Regions from separate parts of the Zea mays genome. Here region 1 is linked to region 2. Evidence: chromatin contacts called from public Hi-C data. All regions are on one chromosome and are shown on one strand. Each heading gives the region's core, a stretch centred on a gene start, on an enhancer-like site or on the middle of the called end of the contact. The rest is flanking DNA. Distances are from core to core; before and after follow the strand shown.

Region 1 (3,108 bases), core at 296-2,795, 190 kb before region 2:
GAATTAGAGAGCTGGTTGATCCGTTGCTGGGGAGGAACGAGTACGACTGCGATGAGATGGAGAGGATGACGCTCGCCGCCTCGCTTTGCACGAGGACATCTTCTCGCTCTCGGCCTGAGATGTCACTGGTAAGGAACTCCGTTGCAAGAAGAAGAAGAAGGAGGAATGGCTTGCGTTGCATGACTCTTTCTGACCCGCGAACGCCCTGCGTAACCACAACCAACCAGGTCCTGAGACTCCTCCAGGGCGACGACGAGGCGATCGGCTGGGCGAGGGCGCAGGTCACGGCCAGCTTCGACGGGTCCGACGAGGAGGCTGCGGCGGCGGCCCCTGACCTGAACATGCAGTCGCATCTTAACCTCGCGCTCCTCGGGGTGGAGGTGGAGGACGACGACACGCTGTCGCAGTCGCAGTCGCAATGCAGCAGCACCGTGGACACCTCGGCCGACGGCTACTGGAGCCGGTCCTCCAGTTTCGACTAGCGCTGCGGTCTGCGGGGTCTCTTTTAGTAGTAGTAGTAGTACGTTTATGTACAGTTGGTGGCAATTGGTGAGTTGATTGTTCTTGTGAGTGTTGCTAATTTATTAGCTTGGAGTTGGTTCTGTTGTGTGGTAGAAGATCTTAAAAAATTAGTTCAGATTCAGCAGAGTGTTGATGGCAATGCAATTTGTTCAGATTCGTGTTATTACCATCTTTGCGGGCCATGATTCCAACCAAGTTGCATTGCATTTCTCTTGTGGGCCTGAACGCAGCGCAGCGTGTTGGGCCTAAACTGCCTGTGAAAGGCTCGCTGCCAGAAAACAGAGGTCGGACGTCGGAGTTCAACGCGCTTGTGAGCGAAGGCGCGACGACGTCATCACAACACATTCCACCGGCGCCAAAGGCCAAAGCGCGTCGTTTCGTGTCTGTCCACGTCATCGACAGCTAGCAGCTGCGTTGCCAAATCTTTGTTCATGTCGATCCCTTCATCGTTTTCGTTTTCCGTCGATTGTTCATAGTACGACGACGACGACGACGCCTGTCGTTCCAGAACTTGATTCCCACGTTTACATGCTACATCTGATCTCTATCTACAGCGCACAGAGACTAACTAGGCGGCCTTGTCGCCGTACAGCAGGCAGAATTCGTCCTCGCAGTTGCCGGCGCCGGCGCCGGCGCGTCCTCCTCCTCCTCCTCCTCCTCCCCGTCCCCGCCGCGTGACGAAGGGCATCAGCGCCAGCGACGTGACGAAGCGCGCGGACATGGACCGCCGGTGCGAGTGCGACGGCTGCGGGTGCGGGGTCGCCAGCGGCGCGGCGACGCGGGCGGCGGGAGGAAGCGCCAGCCTCGGACTGGTCGGCGGCGGAGGGACGTCGCCGGCTGCACCTTGCTGCTTGGGGATGCCCGGCTGCACCTCCCACTTGAACGGGACGGTGCCGGGCCTCTTGAACGATTCGTCCAACGTCATGGCTGGCGGTGGCGGTGCCGGGCCTGCTCTCTGCCGGCTGCTCTCCTTGCCCTGGCTTGTCAGCGGACGCACACACGAGCTGTATAAATGCACGCTACAGAAACTAGAACTGGAACGGAGGGGGTATTAAACAGAAGGACAGGGCGATTTTTTTTTTCTGACGGAAATGGAAAGCCATCCGGGACGAAGCTGTCGGGGCAGACGCGGTGGTGGTACCCAGCTCCAGCCAGTGTCGCTCGCCGGCAATCACGCGCGCTCCAGCCAAGTGTCGCTTGCTGGCACTCGGTAGTCGGGGTAGCTACTAGCACCGTTGACCACCCGAAGCGACCGTCCGAAAAAAAATAGCCATGGATGGACCCAACCTGACACTAGCCATGGATCGAAAAAATAGCACATGATCCTACGTTTGAACAAGCAGCATATACATGCATGTGTAGAACCAGCTCCGCCGAATCTTCAAATCATTGGCCCAATCAGGCCCATCGTCGACGTGTCTACCAGGTACATTCTAGCAGCCCGCAGAATTTAATCTGCAGACAAGATACTTATATAGAATGTGAGAGGACACAACTCCTCAACTGGACAAAATTTAATCCGCGAGCTCCTCAACTCTTGTTTGTGTGGATGCAGTATGTTTTCAAGAAACTAAAATGTCACGGTCTTCTCACCGTACTCTCCTCTCTATGTTGAGGGTCTGATTTTACTGGCTTTCTGGTTTTACCTTCTCACGAGGCAGGTGGTGGCAGCATGGTAGCTCGGAGGCGACATTTAGGAGTTACTAGGACAGACATTCATAGCGTGTCTGTGAAGTTATGTTCAGACGATGAGCACCAATAGTGGTTGAGTTGTTGTGTTTATGGGCTTCAATCTAATGAAGACAAGATTCACTTTTTTTTGCGGTTGAGAGAGATTAGAGTAGTTTGTTAGGGCCCATGGGTGATTTCGAGGGATTTTAACCTCATTTTACAGGTGATGATAAAAATTGTTCGCATTTTAGCCGGACCAAGCTAGGCGCAAATTTACTTGGTTTAATCAACAAAATCAACCTACTCTTGGTAAGCTAGATAGAGTTATGTGTTCAATTGAGTGGGGTTGTTTCCTAATCCAATGCTACAAAGCGCAACATCAAAAGATTCTGATCACTGCTCAATGACACTAGGTCTCAGAGATAACAAGACTACAAAAGGCGTTTTCATTTTGAATTTGTAAGAAAAATGGACCCCGGGCTATTTGACTCAAAAGGTTTTGGTGTTTGATGATCAACATAACCTGTGGACTAATGTGTTTGCTAGTGTTTACGTTTGTAGTTCATAGGATACGAAGAGGATTGGACTAAGACAATGAGGATGCAACACCTCAAAAAAGACATAAAAAGAGTTTAGAAGTCCAAGACTCAAAAACAAAAGAAGCCCAAAGAATCAGCGAAGAAATCCATGAAGTGGGTAGTCAGCCAACGCCCTGGTGGCGCACTGGACAGTGAAAAGTACCCTGTCCGGTGGGACACCCAGACAGTCCGCGCAAAGAGTCACATAACGACGCTCTCGGGCTACAGCACTGGACTGTCCGATGTGCACCGGCTAGTCAGGCAATGATCGGATCCAACGGTCGACTGCTGCAGACCTCAACTGTCGGTTGACGTGGCAGGGCACCGGACAGTGAAC
Region 2 (3,157 bases), core at 309-2,808:
GTCGATTAGAGGAGTCTAGGTCGGTCTGCCCGAGCCTAGACAACTCCTAGGATCTCTCCTCCACGACGGGGTCCCTCCCGGGAGCGAGATCCAGGCGCCGCCGGCGATCTTCCGCCGCCCCTGCGCACGCGCGGACCGTCCGGCCCTAGGGCGCAGACCGTCCGGCCGTCAGGCAGGGGATCCTAGCTCCTGCACCAGGTCGCGGACCGTCCGCGTCTGACCAGAGAGCACCGCCGCCGGTTCTTTTGAGTGATTGGCGCCCCAAAAAGGCGTCAACAGTAGTATACTAGTATATAGATACATGTACTTATGTCTTCATTGATTTACCTCCCATCCCACTTATCCTGAGAAAAGAAAAATGATCATCAGATGCATACCTAGGACCAGATCTTATGGACCATTTTCCTTCAAACTTCTTGAAGTCACCATCTACCATCGAGAAATGGAGTTCTCGCCCATTAATCTGAAAGAATAACCATGAACGAGTAATCATGTAAGGCAATATAACTTAATATAGAACAGAAAATGGAGGAGATCCATCATCGTTTTTTAGATTTGCTAAATATAACTCATGCAACTAAGAAATACGTCGGAGAGACACAATAGCACAGCAGCTACACAGCAAGAAGAAGAACACACGCTGACAAAACGCAAATGTTGCATTCACACCCTCATGGACTGGTCGACATGAATATTCACACCCTAGCAGTTAATGGAAGTTCAATCTGCGACAGCACATACGGAGTCAGGGATTTCCTGGAGATCCAACACGACGCGCGCCTCAATGTGCCAGTACAACGCGCGCTGCAGGCCTCTCTGCTCCAGCCATATCCGCCCTTCATGCGGACACGGAATCGTCACACTGCAAGCGAAGCACGAGCAAAACCACCCCAATCAGACACCTTCAGAAGGCACCCGTGAGAGCAATCACGGTTGCGAAGCGACAGATGGGAGACGAGAAAATGCGGACCTCTGGACGAGGTTGGGGATGAAGTCAGCGAGGCGCTCGTAGTCGGTGATGACCTGCCACAGCGTGTCGACGTCGGCGGCCACAGGCACGGACGCGAGCACCCGCCGCTCCCGCCACGACACCACGTCCACGTCGCACTTGACGCCGCGCGCCGACGCGGTAGGCCCGGCCTCCGACGCGCCCGCGCGTCCTCCGTGGTAGTGCTGGTGGTCGGCGCCCCAGTGGTCCCCTGTGGCGGCCGCGGCCGCGGCGGCGATGGAGCGCCCGGAAGGGGGCCGCGAGAGCGCGGCCGCCGCGGATCGGGGAAGCGCGCGCGCGAGATGGCTAGGGCTCGGGATACCCGGGAGGAAGGAGGCGGCGGGCGAGGCGAGAGCTTTCATCGCTCACGCGCGCGAGCGGGTGAGTGTACTTGGCCACTGGGAGTCGTGCCGTGCCTGGCGAGGAAGGAGGAGGAGGAGGCGCGCGCGGTCGGTCGCTCTCGCTGTCTCCAAGAACCGCCGGCGTCCCTGCCGAGTGGGACCTGCAGCACTGTCCCACATGTCGGTGGCATGGCTTTGGTCGACGGCGACGAGCGATAGTTTCTGCTGGGTCGGTGAGAGGCGAGTGGGGGATGTGTGGCGCGAAGGCGAGATGGCACCGTAGCCACTAGCCACTCGTGGCGCGTGGGGACGGGTCCTCCGTTTCGGTATCGTTATGGTTTGATGAATCTTCTGTGGGGTCGACATATCAGTGGCGGTGCGGTCCCGGCCTCCCTGTGTGGTGAGCGGGCAGCAGGTCGACGTGGCCCGTCCTGCGCCTCCGGTACCTGCTAATGTACAGCCTCGACCAAGCCCACTGGGCGGACATCGGGCTGGGTCGTCCAGTTGCCAACATAAAACCGACCAAATCCGGAGGCCCAGCCAAGTCGAATGGCGAGGAAATCCGATCGTAGTCTCTACTTGCAATAACTCCTAAAAAACACTCGGTATAGTTTCTTTGTCAGTTTCAAACCATTTATGTTCTTCTTCAAAATGCCCTCACATTAGACTATCTACAACGCTCTCCTCTAAAATTTTACCCCTATATCGCACTATCCAGCCACATCACTCCGATTCCACCTGTTGAGCACCAGAAACGACCGCGCGGACGGTCCAGCCCTGAGGCCGGACGGTCCGCGGTCCGGACGGACGGTCCACGGTAGTGGCGTGGACGGTCCGCGCGTGCGCAGAGTCAGTTAGGGTTTGAGTTTCTCACGGGATTTGTTACCTAAAACCGCGGGATTAGCTCGGGAAACAGCTTGTAGCGGATCCAGTCTTCCCCTTTATATAGAAGAAGGGTTACGGCCGATTGAACCCCCAACAATCGAATCAATAATCAATTTATCTCTCGTTTTTACCTTAGTCATTAGGAGTAGTTCTAGTTTAATTCTAGTTTAGCCTCTCAATCCCCAAATTCTTTGCTTCTCTTCGGCTCTACGTCGATTAGAGGTGTCTAGGTCGGTCTGCTGACCCTAGACAACACCTAGAATCTCTCCTTCCCGACGAGGTCCCTCCCGGGAGCGAGATTCAGGCGCCGTCGACGAACTCCGTCGTCCCTGCGCACGCGCGAACCGTCCGGCCCGTCAGGCAGGGAACCCTAGCCCTGCTTCAGGTCGTGGACCGTCCGGCCCCTGGTCGCGGACCATCCGCGCATGTGCAAAGAGCACCGCCGTCGGTTCTCAACGCAATAATTGGTGCCCAAATCGGCGTCAACACACTTTTTGGCGACTCCGCTGGGAAAAGGTGTCTAGATCTACTAAAATTCAGACCCTCAAATGGTCGGTTCTAAAGATCACACCGATATCTCTACAGACAATATCCTGAAACCGGCTCTTGAAAGTCTGACGGCCGATGAGCAACAGCAATACAAGGACTACATGCGTCAAGCGAAGGAGAAATTCTTATCATAATACACAGTGGATCGTCACCAGAAAGTTGTCAAACATGGAGAGACCGACTTCGCATATCTTCTATCTCCGCTTCAAGTCCCCAACGTAAGTAAACCCGACGATATCCAATCTACTAAACAATATGTAGATCAGCAGCAGAATCAAATGAAACAACAAATTAGAGGGTTATAAGAATCAATTAGAAAATTAACGCGTATATTGGAGAAGTCTGTTGCTCCTAGTTTTCCATCATATGAAACTAGTAACAACATATCTATATC

What was found. Hi-C and Micro-C count contacts between places; a contact is called where the count stands out from the background.
Region 1: a Hi-C map of bundle sheath shows a contact between it and region 2, with 1.7 times the contacts expected there. The contact joins the promoter of LOC100275626 here to the promoter of LOC103645724 in region 2. A contact is called at or near these places in 3 of 25 Hi-C or Micro-C datasets (bundle sheath, ear and tassel).

Annotation. Positions count from the first base shown.
Region 1 is chr1:303,781,424-303,784,531 of Zm-B73-REFERENCE-NAM-5.0, reverse strand. It overlaps LOC100275626, which reads right to left and starts at 1,545. Exons shown (of 1, transcript NM_001149674.1): 1 at 947-1,545. The coding sequence starts at 1,447. The coding sequence ends at 1,091. It overlaps LOC100191422, which reads left to right. Exons shown (of 8, transcript NM_001358481.1): 8 at 1-684. The coding sequence ends at 482.
Region 2 is chr1:303,587,729-303,590,885 of Zm-B73-REFERENCE-NAM-5.0, reverse strand. It overlaps LOC103645724, which reads right to left and starts at 1,558. Exons shown (of 10, transcript XM_020547042.3): 1 at 971-1,558; 2 at 742-862; 3 at 378-463. The coding sequence starts at 1,350.